Linked DNA regions of Mus musculus: all the other regions are linked to region 1. The links are chromatin contacts, called in public Hi-C and HiChIP or PLAC-seq maps. All regions are on one chromosome and are shown on one strand. Each heading gives the region's core, a stretch centred on a gene start, on an enhancer-like site or on the middle of the called end of the contact. The rest is flanking DNA. Distances are from core to core; before and after follow the strand shown. Region 1 overlaps Gm46301 (a long non-coding RNA gene). Region 2 overlaps 2610035D17Rik (RIKEN cDNA 2610035D17 gene). Region 3 has its middle 120 kb from the start of Gm39467.

The links. Hi-C and Micro-C count contacts between places; a contact is called where the count stands out from the background. HiChIP or PLAC-seq counts read pairs in DNA pulled down with a chosen protein or histone mark.
Region 2: an H3K4me3 HiChIP or PLAC-seq map of embryonic hindbrain shows a contact between it and region 1, with 3 times the contacts expected there. The contact joins two enhancer-like sites. A contact is called at or near these places in 2 of 484 Hi-C or Micro-C datasets (germline stem cells and nephron progenitors) and 5 of 115 datasets of contacts at active chromatin or transcription factors (differentiating embryonic stem cells, embryonic basal ganglia, embryonic hindbrain and 2 more).
Region 3: a Hi-C map of stem cell-derived neural stem cells shows a contact between it and region 1, with 1.7 times the contacts expected there. The contact joins two enhancer-like sites. A contact is called at or near these places in 3 of 484 Hi-C or Micro-C datasets (germline stem cells, nephron progenitors and stem cell-derived neural stem cells), 2 of 115 datasets of contacts at active chromatin or transcription factors (differentiating embryonic stem cells and embryonic hindbrain) and 1 of 9 other capture datasets (embryonic tail).

The regions. Positions count from the first base shown.
Region 1 is chr11:112,867,182-112,872,208 of GRCm38.p6, reverse strand. It overlaps Gm46301 (a long non-coding RNA gene), which reads right to left. Exons shown (of 4, transcript XR_001780360.2): 3 at 3,557-3,736. Among named protein-coding and RNA genes, the nearest start is that of Gm46301, 8.8 kb to the right of the region's middle. Within about 2 kb of position 2,093, at least 58 of the 459 cell types and tissues checked have an H3K27ac peak or open chromatin away from gene starts, as enhancers often do. A contact at or near this core is called in stem cell-derived neural progenitor cells and stem cell-derived neural stem cells, where this site is marked.
Region 2 is chr11:113,043,250-113,048,276 of GRCm38.p6, reverse strand. 2610035D17Rik (RIKEN cDNA 2610035D17 gene) reads left to right here. Exons shown (of 3, transcript NR_015556.2): 3 at 3,117-4,371. Among named protein-coding and RNA genes, the nearest start is that of Gm39467, 88 kb to the left of the region's middle. Within about 2 kb of position 1,901, at least 71 of the 459 cell types and tissues checked have an H3K27ac peak or open chromatin away from gene starts, as enhancers often do. A contact at or near this core is called in stem cell-derived neural progenitor cells, where this site is marked.
Region 3 is chr11:113,014,741-113,019,767 of GRCm38.p6, reverse strand. No RefSeq gene overlaps it. Among named protein-coding and RNA genes, the nearest start is that of Gm39467, 120 kb to the left of the region's middle. RefSeq lists an enhancer at 4,807-5,027. Within about 2 kb of position 2,872, at least 58 of the 459 cell types and tissues checked have an H3K27ac peak or open chromatin away from gene starts, as enhancers often do. A contact at or near this core is called in stem cell-derived neural stem cells, where this site is marked.

The sequences.
Region 1 (5,027 bases), core at 844-3,343:
GATCTGTCCTATTGGTACAGTACCTGAATTCCTCTTGCCCCACAGACAGGGAGATGGGAGTCTTTTATCTGGCAATTGTGTGTGTGTGTGTGTGCGTGCACATGCACCATGTTCATTGAGGTAAGAGGTCAACCGCTGGTGTTTCTCAGGAGTTGTCCACAATGTTTTCTGAGACAGGGTCTCTCACTGCTATCCTAGGCTGGCTTTCTATTACTTGGTTTTTGCAAGCCTTGAGCATCATGTCTTTTTATTAAGGTTCTTGGGGGAGTATCAAAAACTCAACTCTTCATCATTGCACGTTAAGCGCTTTATAGCCCGAGCCATCTCCCCAGCAGCCTTATTGGGCAATTTTTTATGCATCTGCTTTGGCTCTTCATCTATTTGTAGCTAAGTTGCCAGTTGAATTCTGAGCTTCTGGAAGGAGAGCAGGAGATGAACCCATCCTCTTGACTGGACAAAGGCAAAGGCTGCGACAGCAATGGCCCCTGCAAGCCCTCTCCTGCTTAATCAGGAAACAAATCACAAGAGGTGGCTAGTTATGTCCAAGTCTCTGACCAGGGGGACTTGGAGGTGACCTGGGCTTCTTGTCATGCCCAGTACTCCGCTGAAATGACTGAAAATGAAGTTGAAGGAACTGTTGCCCAGCTGGAGGGGGGCTGGAGCATTGAGTGAGCATGGTGGCCATGTTCATACTGAATGCCACTGGTCTAGGGTGCAGCTGGTGCACGGGACACGGGGTTCCTTTTATTTTTTTTTAAAGTACCTCATCTGTATCAGGCACTGTCTACTCCTCCACAGCAAGAATTCTGCAGGTAGGTTCTAGATCCATTTTACATTATCAAGAAACTGCTCCTGGACTCATCTTGGTCCCTAGGATGCTCCCAGGCCATAACGCCTGTGACAGAGGGTTGGAACCAGGACTCCATCACCCTCTGATTCCAAAGCTATTCTCTTTCTTCACTGCTCCTTGGGGGTGGGGGGGATTTTCCCTTTGTTTCTCTCTCCTCAGAGGTAGAGCCAGTGGTGAGGGCTGCCTTTGGGAAGGCCAACTGAGGCACCGACAGCCTGATTCCACCCCCAGCCACCCAACACCAGCCCTTCCCCTCCCCTGCCATTTTAACTTGTTTCCTTCAGAGAAAAACATGACTTTTCCCATTGATGGACCTCACAGGCCAACAATGCCTGCCCATTGCACCCCACCCCTCCAAATTAGACTTTAGTACTGACTGGACCTCCCCCACCCCCCCCACAGTCCCCACCCCACCTGCCCTGACCTTCCAACCGGGGAAGTCTCTGCATAACAATGTCTGGTCCTGGCTGCCCAGAGTTACCCTTTGGCTATTAGCACCTAATGAAAATGTAACTGTGTTTAACCCCCCACCGGCTTCCATAGGCCAGGAGCCCAAGTGGGTTTAAGTCCTTTGTATGATAAGCATCTTACTCTCCATGTGGATGGCCCACGGCTTTCTCCCTGGAGAGGACTCTGGGAGCTGTGTATGGCTAACTCAGCTGTCCAGGGGCACAATGGGGAATGTATCTTTTGTGGTATTAACGGCTTTGGGGAGGGGAGAAAGGAGGGTAGGGCTGGTGGGGAGGGGGTGCCCCTGAAGAGGAGGAGAACAATGTGTGAGAAGCTGAGGCTGTGGGTTTCCCACACGGACCGATATGTGCCCCCACCCCCCTCTGGGAGACACAGATCTGCAGCCACCAGCCCACAGCTGATCCCGCCTTGATTGGTTTTTTTTCCCCCCTTCATTGTGCTCTCAAGGGACGAAAATCCTTTTGTGGCGTGAAAGGAGAGGCGTTCCTGCCATCCCCTCCCTCGAACTGATTGGCTATGTCACAAGATGGCCAAATCCACGGGATTAATGTGCGGCTGGCCCGGGCTGGCTGCGGTGTGTGAGGACGGTCCATGTCTGAGTCCACCCCTGAGGGCCAAGCGTGTCTGCTACCCTGGGAGCAGGGGAGGGGGGTATGGAGGGGCAGGGCACTACTTTCTTCATATTTATTATTCTCTCCACCCCTCCAGCCCGGCAGGGATGTTTATTCATGGGCCACATCTGCTGGCTGGCAGGCGACATGTCTCTTGTTAGAAAGAATGCCTGGGAGTCCCCAAGGAGCCAGGAAAGCCGGGCACATTCCTTCAGGCTGGCCTTTACCCTTGCTCTAATGGTCCTGCAGCTTTCTCCACCCACCTGTAACCTTAGCCCTCTTCCCTGCCAGCCTCTAGCCCCTAAGGGGGGCACGCTACCCACCTGAAGATCCTGGGGTCTCCTTTCACCCACTCAGAGCTAGAAGATAACATTCCCGCCCCTGCCTCTGCCCCAGCTTCATATTTTTTATCCCTTCTACCTGAGCCAGCCTAACGCTTCTTGCTTCAGCACCTTCCCACGTAGCCTGCAAGAATAAATCCTACCCAGACTTGTAAAAAACGGCCTAGGCTTCCCCTCTGTCTCTCTTTGTGGGAAGAACACTTCTTTTTCCTGAAGGCTTATATGGGTTTGATATCTTACACAGCACACTGACCCAAATTTTACCTGAAGCCATGATGTTTTGAATCTATGTTATTCTTCTCTTCTTAACCTATAAAGTTCCAGAGTGGAGGGTGGGGGTGGGAAGGCTGGTGTGGTTCAACTATCTGTGGTTCAAGTTTGTCGACTGACCTGTCCCCTGTGCTAACTCTACCTGGGAGCCCTGGGGAGCCATGATCCTGCAGCTGGGGGGTGGGGGATCTGGGGTTTGGTGACAGAAATGAACACATGTAAGGACTGAAGCTTTCTGGTGGATCCCCATATTAAAGGGAGTCTCTTTGGGGTGCTGGGATCACTGCAAACCCACATGGCAAAGGTCTTTTGGGGGTGCTGGGGTCACTCTGGAAGGTGGGCAGCAACTCTTTCTTCCACTGGTAGAGTGACCCTAGGTTTATGGTCAGGCAGCTTCTCTTCACTATGGGTAACATCAGAAAGATGCTTAGACCCCGAGGAAGGACTGATACACCCATGCCTAAACATGGTGGGAGAAGGCACCACACTTTGAGTGTCTTCCAAGCCAATCTGTCTATAGGATCAGCTCCACGACAGTCAGGTTAATGGTGATAAAAATGATTGGCAGCTGGGAATGGTGTTATTGAGTTCTAATGTAATTCATGCAGACTGGGAAATAGCTTACTATGAGGAACAAGGCAAACGAGAGATACAAGGCATTGTACTTTCGTGGACACGCCAGGTCAACATTTTACATATTTTGTAGTATGTATGTGTGTTCATGTGCAAGCGTGTGTGTATGTGTGTGTGTGTGTTTGTGTGTGCATGCGTACATCTGTACATATGCATGTGGAGGTCTCTTAATTTTATCTGGAGGTCACTGATTGAGCTAGGTTGGCTGGCCACTGAATCACAGGGATCCTCCTGCCTCCGCCTCCAGCTCCGCCTCCGCCTCCGCCTCCCCCAGCACTGGAATTATAAGCAAACTCTCATGCTTGAGCTGGGATGCCATCTCCCCAGCCTTGGATTTTGTCTATTTTAGGTGACGTCACAGCAGACAAATTTGTATGTACCTGAAGCCAGGGTGGCACACGGAGAATTGACAGTGGATGCGGGTGCTTCTTACATCCGCCTGTGCGACAGTGTCAAGGGGTGGGAAACACTGAGTGAGACGGCCAACTGCAAGGTGAGACACAGAGAAGGCATCTTTTATGCAGGCTGTGAAGGGTCTGGAAGGTTCTTTGTTGTAGAAGCTAGAAAAATAAAGGGTAATCAGAGAGATATATTACTCCACTGTATCGTTCATACTTCGTCATGACTGGGTAAATGAAATTGTTCAGTCTTAAATCTTAGTTGATATTAGCTACCCTGGACAATGGAAACTTAAGACAAGGGATTGGAAGGGTTAAGTGAAGATTAGGAAAATCCTTACACTTCAGAGAGTCATAGAAGAGATGTAAATGCAGAAAGGGAGGACTGTGGTTTGCAAGCAAACTACTCTCTTTGTGTGTGTGTTCATAAGCATGTGTGAGCATACACACACACACAGAGACACACACACACATACACACATATACATACATGTAAAGAGGTCAGACATTGATGGCTGCTATTTTTCTCTGTTGCTCTCTACCTTATGCTTCAAGAAAGAATCTCTCATCAAGAGCTGGAGAGATGGCTCAGTGGTTAAGAGCACCGATTGCTCTTCCAAAGGTCCCAAGTTCAATTCCCAGCAACCACATGGTGGCTCACAACCATCTGCAATGGGATCCCATGCCCTTTTCTGGTGTGTCGGAAGAGAGTGACAGTGTGCCCGTATACATTAACTAAATAGCAAAGAATCTCTCATCAACCTAGGATCTCCCTAATCGTCTCTGTCTCCCCTGTGCAGGGATGAAATGTGCATGTACATATGTGGGCATACATGTGGAAGCCAGAGGCTTTTTATTGTTTTTCATATTGGTTTTTGAGACAAGGTCTCTCACTGAACCTAAATGATACCTTGTGGGGCTGAACTGGAGCTATGGACTCGGGAGGCAGCTCTGGCTTCTCAGTTCGCCTCGATTGGCAGAGCAGAGCTCCTCAGGTATCCACCTTTTCCCCACAGCCTCAGGGCTGGCATTACAGGCACCCCACACCTGGTGTATTACATGGGTACTGGAGAGCTGAACTTGGACCCTTGGGCTTGTGTGGCAAGAGCCCTTTATTGAGCCCCGATTTCTCTCTCTCTCTCTTAAATTGGCTTTTGGAATTGATGAAATTGGTTTTATTTGTTTGTTTGTCTTGAGACAGGGGTCTCTCTCCATAGCCTTGGCTGTCAATGACCTCACTATATAGACCAGGGTGCCCTTGAACTCACGGTGATCACTTGCCTTTGCCTCCTGCATATTGGTATTAAAGGCGTGTGCCACCATGGCTGGTTTAGAAATTAGTGAAATGGAACGTGTGCCTCTGTTTTCATTGTTGGCTGCTCAGGAAGCAGCGTATGCTAAGAAATCCCCTCCCGGCAGGTGTCTGTGGGTCTCCTCTCCTGCCAGAAGTGGC
Region 2 (5,027 bases), core at 652-3,151, 180 kb before region 1:
TAAAACAGAGCGAAGTAAAGATAGATTGGTTTCAAGCTCCTCTAGAGCAGCCTGCCCTGAAGTGCCCCCCCCAAGAGTTTTGCTTGCCTCTCATTGGCCAGCTCTTACATAGCTACGCCTTGCTGCACAGTAGTCCAAACTCCACCACACCAGCAAGACAAACAAACAAATAAGTCAGAGTTCTATCAACAACTAGAAAGGATAGGATAGGTTACTGAGGATGGCAAGAAGCAGCGGCTCTGACTCAAGTCTGAAAGCTGAAACTTTCCTACGTATCACCGCTCCTTCCTTCGGCATCTGCCATTCTCCAGGTGGTTTCTGTGTATTATCTCATTTAATCCTGAGAGCTTTGTAAGGCAGATGATATTATCTTTATTTTGCAAATGACAAAACTAAGGCTTCCCCCCCCCCAACCCCCAGAGATTAGGCCACCTGGCCAAGTCCCTGCTAGCAAATGCTGTCATTTAACAGCCTGCAGCTTCATAGCTCAGCCTGCCTCTGTTACTCTCAGAGGCCTGCCTTTTTCTTACTGAGCCTCCCGATACCGGCTAGTACGTTCTAAGGCTAAATCCTGCCCTGCTGCTAGGAATAAATTCACCTTTCCTGTTACCTGTATCCTCACTCTGGTGCCCTCTTGGAAAAATCTTTGGGGATGATGTTTGTGGGTCTGGAGGGAGGTTGGCCCAGTGGTGTGATGCTTGCCTGGAGTATCTGAAGCTCCAGGGTCCATGACTGTATGGTTAAACATGTCTCTGTGGAAGTATGGGCAGACACGGTGCAATCTGAGGCCAGTTATAGTGCCCTGAAGCGAAGGTATCTACAGTACTGATTCCTTCTGGAACTCCAGGGAGAATCCACTGCCTTCTCTGTTCAGTCCTCAGGACGGCCGAGCTGAGTCAGCCAAGTGCTCCCCTCCAGTCTCACACCTCTCTTCCCTGCGTCCCATCCCCTGCCTCTGTTTGTGACCATAGGTGATGGTGCCGAGGGCTGAACCTGATTATCCAGGTCCGTCTCCTGTCTCAGACTGTTGACATCACCATGCCCACCAGCTCTTTTTGCCATGCAAGGTTACAGGGACCAGAGGGAGAGCACCTTTCAATGTCTTCCTTGTTTTTTCCTTTCCACTGAACGCTTCAACCTGTACATAGACTGGATATGTACTCTGCTTTATGCATGGAAGTTCTAAAAGAGACCAGAAGCCAGGCCTGGCAACTGGTGCTAGTAATCGCAGGACTCAGGAGGCAGAGACAGGAAGATTGCCTGAAGTCCAAGGCTAGTCTATGGCTCCCACTTCAGAGTGCGAGATCCTGTCTCAAAACCTGACACCAAATCAGAGATGAGGGCCAAGGCCATGTGGTGTGTGGCTTGTCTACTCTTGTCATAGAACAGATAGAAAGACAGTCCAGTGTAAAGGGCCAGGGGAGAGGGCCTTAGACGTGAAGACTTCCGCCTGGGTAGAGCGGCTTTGCCAGTAGACCCACGGCACGGGGAGAAGCGTTCGTTCCCTGCAGATACTGTTGTTTTCTGCACAGCGAGCTTCATCAACCTTCCCAGTCACCTCTCAGTACCGAGGCTTCTAAGTCCCCACACCCCTTTCTCTCTCTCTCTCTCTCTCTCTGGCCTGGCAGAGGTAAAGGCTGTAGGAACAGTTTGGTGAGGGGATAAGGGGGGGGCATAAGGGGGGGATGGAGAACTTTCTCATGCTCTAGCCCCACTTCCTCCCCACCCCTTGCCTCACCCCCTCCCCTTGTCTAGTTCTGCCCTTTGAGGGTGATAGTCTGGGGCCCTGTGTGTTTTGCTTCGGATTTTGTTTTGTAAATTCCTCATGGCAGTCCCTCTGCACCGTTGCTGTCAGTTGCACGTCGTTGCCGAGCAACCGGAAGGAAGCCCTGTCACTGCCAATTAATTTGCCAGCTGCGTGGCCTGTCTCCCAGGGGAAAAGGCTTGTGAGGCTCTAGGAAACAGCCCCAAGGCTGGTACGGAAGGAGAGAAGGAACGAGGGAGCATGGAGAATTTTGGGTTTATTTGGTGTGGTTTTGTGTCCAAATAAAAGGTGTGTGGGGAGGGACTGGCCTGTCCCAGATGAAATGTACTACTTGATTTGGGGTCACCTGCAGGACTCTATTTATTTATTTATTTTATTTGTGATTCTGCGGTTGAGACTGTCCCCATCCCCAGCTCTCCTACAAGGAAACCTCATCAGGCATTTTTCCCAGGCTGTCACCCCTTCATCCCACTTATCCCTGGGCATCATGGTGGATGCTGCACCCTGCCTAGAAGACCTTTCTGGAAGGCTGAGCTTCTAGGATCCAAACTCCCTGGACACTCTGTCGGTTACTGATGTCCTGGCTTTTGCTTGTCCAAGGAGGCCTTGATCATGAGACCCCTGTAGACCCCTGCCATGGCCTACAAGGACGGTGCTTATCTGACTGGTTTATGTTTGGATCAAGCATCTCTTTCCTCAGGGCGCTTATGGATGGCCTGCCCACAGTTCTCATCTTGGGTTGATGATGCGTGCTGAGTCTGAGACCTGTATAGCAGTCCCCTTCATGGGCCTACACCGCCTCCAGTGGCCCCGCAAAGTCAGCACTGAAGTGGGGCACTCCCCTTGGGGACTCTGACTTTCTGCTCAGCAGTGTGGATGGTGACAAGTGGGAAGTCTCTTCAAGGAGGGTGAATCTGCCCTCATCTGTTTGCCCTCAGACTGGGAGGTGTTCTGTGCCATCCCCTGAGGGACCCCTATCCATTCTGAGTCAGTTATCCACAGTCTGGGTGCATGGGGGCTGCTGTGGCCATTTTATAGAGAACTAGACCCTGTGGTTCTGGGGCCATGGACGTGTGTGTATGTATGTGTATGTGCCTGTGGTGTGTGTGTGTGTGTGTGTGTGTGTGTGTGTGTGTGTGTGTGTGTATCAGGCTTCTTGGGGATGATCCAGTGTGCAAGGAGTTCCCCAGAGCCAGGTGTAAGCCTCTCTTTCTCCAGCTCCTTGACTACAATTCTATGCCCTGTGTTCAGGCAGTACTAACCAGAATCCTGGGGAATAAAGTAGGAAGAGTGCACTGTTGCGAAAGGAGAGCATGCCACCGTCTAACACTTGCTGTCTTTTGGTCCACAGGCCGAGGAGACTGACCTGCTTATCCATGCTACTTATCAGGAACTGTGGAACCATGGAGAACATGACCCTGGCCCTCCCTTCAGGATCTGCCTGAGATCTGGCTGCCTCTTGAGACACTAGAGCCCTGGATTCAATTGCGGAACATTATGTTGGAGAATATAAACACTTCTAGACTGTGCCGGCATTTGGGAAGGAATAGTCTGTTTTGACTTGAATGAACAAAGACATACGTCTCTGGGCCTGGGGAAGGCTTACCAGCTCAGCTCATCTACTGTCTGGTGGCAAACATGTCCTGGGTACTGCCACTACCCAGGACACTCTTCCTCACTCTGTCCCTGTCCAGTTACCGCACCCTTCCCTGTCTGACCCCGCCTCCTGTGCCCACTCGCCTCTGGACCCAGAGATTCTTCTTGTTTGCTCTATCATCCTTGAGCCGGATACAGGGTGAATAGTTAACCACACTTGGGTTGAATGGGATCTTGATTCTTATTTCTGTTCCTTGGAAAGAGGGGTCAGACTCGGTGCGTGGCACCCGGCCTGGAAGCAGCACAAGACTCCAGAGTGATACATGATCTGCCTGGATGGTCCCAGGGGCTCTTTGGAGGTCAGAGCAAGAGGAGCAGCCTGAGCAGGGGGGCTGAGGAGGGCCGGCACTGGATCACACGCAGGCGTATGTCTGGATAGGCAGAGAGGAACCCACTTTTCATTCCCTCTTCTGTGACACAAATGCAAGGAACTTTGAAGACACTCTTCGGAGGTTGCAATCGGAGATCAGCTTATCCAAGGGCTTCATGTCTGAGCTCTGTTGGTCGTGCCTCCTGAGGACCTCTTTCCTCTACTGTATGCTGATGACACACCCATCCGATGGGAGCTGGAGCCTTGTCTGGTCCTTTCCTCTATGACCCCACGTGTACAGTTGGAAATCCTTCCTAATCATGCCTTGATTCCCCCTTTTCGACTACACTCAAAGATGTTTGAGCTGTTTTATTTGCAAAATGGATGGACAGTTTGTTTATATAAAACAATCCCAGCTTCCTTGTGCTCTATCTGGTGTGTTTGTATGGCTCTTCAGTGACTTTAAAGTGGAGCATTGACCTTGGCCTCTTTGATTCTCCATGGTGGAATAGAGAAGACCTCTTGAGGATGCTTAATGTTGCTGAGATCTTAAGAAGGCTTGCAGACTTCCTCTTCCTCCCTCCTTCTCCCACCTCCTCCTTCCCTAAGCAGCCTCTGCATTGTATAAATTCCTTTATATAAATTCCTCTGTAAATGTTGTCTTTTCTAAAGTGATAGTGGAGAAGACGGTAGGAATGGTTAGAGGGGCTGCCCAGGTAGTCGGCTGTGGTGTCCCAGACTTAGAGCACACACTCAGCAGTCACAGAGATGCCAGGGACAGTAGCATCCAGACTAGCAGGCCCTTGTGCAGTAGGAAATAGTGTTCCTAACTCCTACATTCCACTCTCTGTGGAGCTGGGGAGACCAAGTCATCCCACCCTGCTTAGGACAAGGGATTTCTTGGGACAAAAGATTGTGGGAACTAAATCTCAGGCAGACTCGAGAAAACCATCATAATTTGTCATTCTGGTAAGCGAACCAGTGGCCATATCTCTTCCTGCTGCAGCAAGAGGAAGCTTCCAGATAGGTTGGCCATTCCCCATTCCGAGCTGTGTGTCTGGTCTCTCATCGGCCACAGGACAGTCTACAGATAGGATCAGCTACCCCATCCTGACCATTTGTAAGATGGTAGGGTTGTCTTGTTGAAAACAATCTTAGGCATGATGGGTCAGTTGAGACTGTGCCCTTCTGAGGAGTGTTGTGAACAATGGGCATGGCAGAAATTCAAATGACCAGAGGTTGCTCTAAGACAGCCCTATATAAGTGACACTTACCTCTTATTAAAAATGAAATTGC
Region 3 (5,027 bases), core at 1,623-4,122, 150 kb before region 1:
CTTGTAATGTTGACATGGGAATCTCACAACATCATCCAGACAGAGCCTGAACTCACTCTGTAGGCCAGCAATGCTTTGAACTGATTTCCTGCCACAGTCTTCTGGCCAGCATCACAGGCTGATACCACCAGGCCCCACGACGGAGGTCTTTTAGATTTGTGTGTGCAGGATTTTAGGTGCTGACGGAGCCAATGCAGGCCAAGGCTCCAGGAGCAGAGAGCAAGCAGGAGGGCCAAAAACACTCTGAGGAAGGAAGAGAGATGTTTCACAGAGTCAGAGCTCCCATCAGGTTGGAGTCCTCTGTCCTTACCTCGAGATGGACAGTGTGGCGATGTTTCTGCAAACAAATAGCTCCTGAGGAGTCCCTGCAGTGCACACTGGAACTTGCAGCCTAGCGAAGCCCAGCCACGCTGTATTGGAAAGGCATCTCTTTTAAGCCCTAGATTAGTGGTTCTCAACCTAGGAGTCATGACCCCCAGTAGGGGCTCACATACCAGCTATTGTGCATATCAGGTATTTACATTATGATTCATAACAGTAGCAAGATTACAGTTATGAAGTAGCAACCAAAATAATGTTCTGGTTGGGGTCACCAGAACACATTAAAGGGGCCCAGCATTAGAAGGGGTGAGAACCACTGCCTGGGTTTTCTCCAGGAATAAATGGATCTCCATGCTTTCATTAAAAAACACTGTGTATATATGCATATGTAACAGTTGTTCAACTCAGTCTTCATGCGGAACTCCTAATAGATGGGACAAGGGTTACATTTGACTGTGATGGGTGCCTTTGGATCCCTTTCCACCAACTAGGCTGCCTTGCCTAGCCACAATGGGAGAAGATGTCCCTAGTCCTACTGCAATTTGATATGCCAAAGTAGGTTGATAGCCATGGAAGGCCTTCCCTTCTCTAAGGAGAAAGGGAGGAAGGGAGGATGGGGGGAGGAGAGATGAGAGGGGAGGGACTGGGAGGAGAGGAGGGAGGGGTAGATGCATTCAGGATGTAAAGTAAAATTTAAAAATACTGTAAAAAATAATGTGTATGGTGTGTACACACACGCATTCTCATGGATATATGTGCACACACATATACATTATATAAATTTTTAGCATATATATATATATATATATATATATATATATATATATATATATATATCTCATACAGAGGCATGAAGTCTTTACATAAAATGATATCTGGTCTCCCTAGTAAAGTGACCAGGCCATTCTGATTTACCCAGGACTGTCTTCATTTTAAAATAAACCTTGTCTTTCTCAGACCTAAACAAATTGGGAAAGCCAATTACCCTGGAGCCAGGCCTGGCATCTGTCACCTCCCGACCCCAGGATGAAACTGTAAATGAGGCAGTGTTTTTGCAGCTACAGGAATGGAGATGTCCAGAGCACTGTTGGAGGTGATGCACTTGGTCGATCTTGGGCTAAAAGTGATGCTCATGTGTTTTCCACAAGGACACAGTGGACCTTGCAGATGCAAACTACAGCCCTGTTGATAGCCCAAATGACTGACAGTGCTTACCCAAGGTTGGAAACAATCATCTTCAGAGGGCAAAACAGAGGCCTGGGAGAGGTGGACTTTCTAGATGGTTCATCCTGGCTGGGTCTCCAGCTTTGGCTTCTAAGCAGGACCAGGACTTGTCTCCAGCCACCTGGCATCCCTGAGTCCCTTCACAGTCTCTAGAGTTCTAGCCTCCTTGCCACCCTCGGCCACACAAAGGTCTAGCCGGAGGAACTGCTGTGGGTGCAACCAACCTCAGCGTGTCCCCTCCAGGCTGCAGACTAGACTGTCCCTCCAGCTGGCTCCTCCTACCCCCAGTGTACCCTCTTCTCCTCAGAAGGTTCCAAACAGGTTCTCCTGGCCCATCTGCCAGACTTGCTTGGGGCCATTGAGCCTAGCCAGGAGCAGACAAACAGAAAGACTAAGAGAACTAATTGCTATTTTCTCTTGTGCAGTCCTTTTAGCCCTGCCAAAGGAGGATTCTCATGCTGTAGGGACCCTAATCCTGTGCTGATACCTGGAGGTATCCCAGACACTGAATCCTTCTTGCTCATTATCATGGGCCTGCTTCCAAAATCTGTCCCCTTCCAGGATTGTCCCCCCCAACCCCCCTACTGCTCCCCTGAGCCTTCCAGTTCAGGTTTCTTGGATGCCACTTAGACAAAAGGACGGATAGGTTTTTACCTGGGGCCTGCCAAAGCTAAAGAGATAGGAAACCAGGCCAGGCCATTCCATCCCCAGAGAACAGTGAGAGAAGGGGACCTTTGGGGGAGTTTCTCACTTTCTAAACAGAGATCTGGAGTGGAGACTTCCCTGAGGACAGAGGCCTGTCTCCCTCGAGCTTCATGTCATGAGCGATAAGCAAGAGTTACTGAGAATAAGAAAGCAGTTGTGGTTAGCTTTGGGGACAATTCTCCCAGGCCACTGGGTCCCTTTCTGAGAGGGAAAGCAAGGCCTTTGCCTGTTGCCTGTGCAGCTCAGCACCCCCTCTGCAGCCCCACTTTGCCCTCCATCCTGTTCCCATTGAAATAATCACTGGGTAGGCCCAGCCTGGTTGTGTTGCCATGACAACTGCTCTAATTTCTTTTAATCCCAGTGTTCCTTCCTAAAGGGACCTCCCCAAGCACCCCACCCCCACCCCCACCCTAAACCCCTTGCAATGTGTTTTAATTGTAATGACTCCTGGGTTCTCAATAGGTAATGACCGAGTGTGGGGAGCCAGTGTTGGCCTGGCTCCATCCCCAAAGCTGCTTGCCCAGAGGCGCCAGGCAGGGCTCTGCCCCCCAGCACGAGTCCTGGAGAAACCCTGGGCAGGCTGGAGCAGGGTCTTGCCCATGGGGTGTGTGGCCTCAGTGCTAATGAAGACAAGCAGAGGCCTGAGGGGCCTGAAGGGTTAGGCTCTGTGAGGTTCATGCTCTGAGGTCAGTTGATGGCATGTGGCTCCCAACCGCATCTTCTCTCTCATCTTGAAGGGAATCCACGCACCACTGCCTGCTCTGGCCCCAGGCAGTCACGCTACTCAATGCCTCAGGGTTGTCCCCCCCCTCCCTGCCCCCCCCCCCCACTGTAGCTCGCCCTCCTCCCAGCATTCCTGAGACAGACAGGACTCCCTACACTAAACGCAGCTCCAAGGAAGTCTTTCTGGCAAGACAGTATTTGACAGTGCTATTTATTAATAAAATCAGGGTCCTAAGAAGTTTAAAGAAATAAATGTAACTGTGGAGGTCCAGAGCTATCACTTAAACAAAAATATAGCTTGGTGGATAAAGCTCTTGCCTCACAACTGTGGGAATCGATGTAGGGAGAGCATTGGTAATCCCTGGGCTACTATGGTGAGGTAGAGACAGGAAACTCCTGAGCCAGTGAACAAGAGACCCTGCCTCTCTGACCTCCACGTGTTCATCATGAGGCATGCCCAATGGTACCACTCACACAGGCATCAAGAAGCACGTGGATGGATGGATAGATAGAAGGCACACGCATGTGCACACGTGCGCGTGCACACACACACAAGCACATGCGCATGCATAGGAAGGAAGGGAAGGAAAAAAGAAAGTGTCCAGAGTCCCACATAACCCCAGAGTTCACACCCTCTCGCAGGCCACTTCAGGAGACTCAGATGTGCCCCTTGAGCAGCCAGCAGGCCACAGCCTTGCAAGCACCCTGGAATCCTCACTTACTCATTCCCCGCCCCCCCCCCCAACCCCCTGCAAGTTCCGGTTTGCTTGTGCTTGCTTTTCTAACTGGCTCCGATGCCAGCAGCCTCTCCACTAACCACGGAGCAGTGGAGCAGTTAGGAGTAGCCCTGTCCTCTTCTGAAGGAGCTTGCCTGGGAGATGGAAATGCCCCAGTCTGTGCTACCCAGTGTGTTACAGAGCCCTTCCCCCATGAGGGCTCACTTTGCCAGCCTTACGAGTGAGTTGAAATGTGGTTAGGGCAACCAAAAAGGGAACTTTCAATGGTATTTGACGTTTGTAAAAATTTTAATAGCTGCATTACCTTGGCAGCCACCATACTGGGTAACAGAATGCTCCATTGTGAGGTGCAGGCTCTGGACTTTACATGGCCTCTCACTGGGAAGACAATGCAAACCTGAGTGCAGACAGCCTTGGATCTGCTTCCTGGAGACTCTCGTCCCGGGAGACCTGCACTCAGGAAACCCATCTTCCTGGTCTATGCACGTTCTATCTCTCTGGCTGCTGTCCTTCAATGGACTGCTGAGAAGCAAGCAGAGACTCAAGCAGTTTGCCTATGTCTAGGGGAGATAGCTTCATCAGAGGGCCCAAGGGCCAACGCAGGAACCCTCACCAGAAATAGGAAGGTGTGGGGAGCTTGTCCAGGCAAGGTGGCACACACTTGTGATCCCAGCATTGGGAAGGTGGAGACACGAAGATCCCTGTGGGCTCCTGGTGAGGTAGCCTAGCCTACTTGTTTCAATGAGAGACTGCTGCCTCAAAACCAAAACAAAACAAAAAAAAAAAAAACCAAAACCAAAACAAAAAAACAAACAAAAACCCCAACAACAACCCCCCTCCCCCCAAAAAAAATCAAAATAAAAAACCCTGTAGGTGGGTAGTGCCTGAGGAATGAATGTCAGCTAAGGTTGACTTCCACATGCATGCAACGAGCATATGTACAGCTTCCTGTACACACGTGAGCACCTCTACGTGTACACACACACACACACACACACACACACACACACAGAGAGAGAGAGAGAGAGAGAGAGAGAGAGAGAGAGAGCCTAAAATCTGCCCAAGGCCTGAAAGAATTCACACAGTCTTGGGGAAGTGAGTTCCACTGAGTTCACAGGGCCACCAGAAGCCATCAGGTGCTGCCCCAGACAGCTCATTCCTTCCCAGGGATTCCAGCAGACAGGTTTCGGTTGGCGTACCAGTGTTGCAGAGTCCCTTGGTCCCCATCTGTTCCTTCCCTGGCTCTCCCAGGCCACGCTTCCCCTTCTCACACTGAAATATTAGATGTTCAGTTGGGAGTCCAGCAGCAACATATTT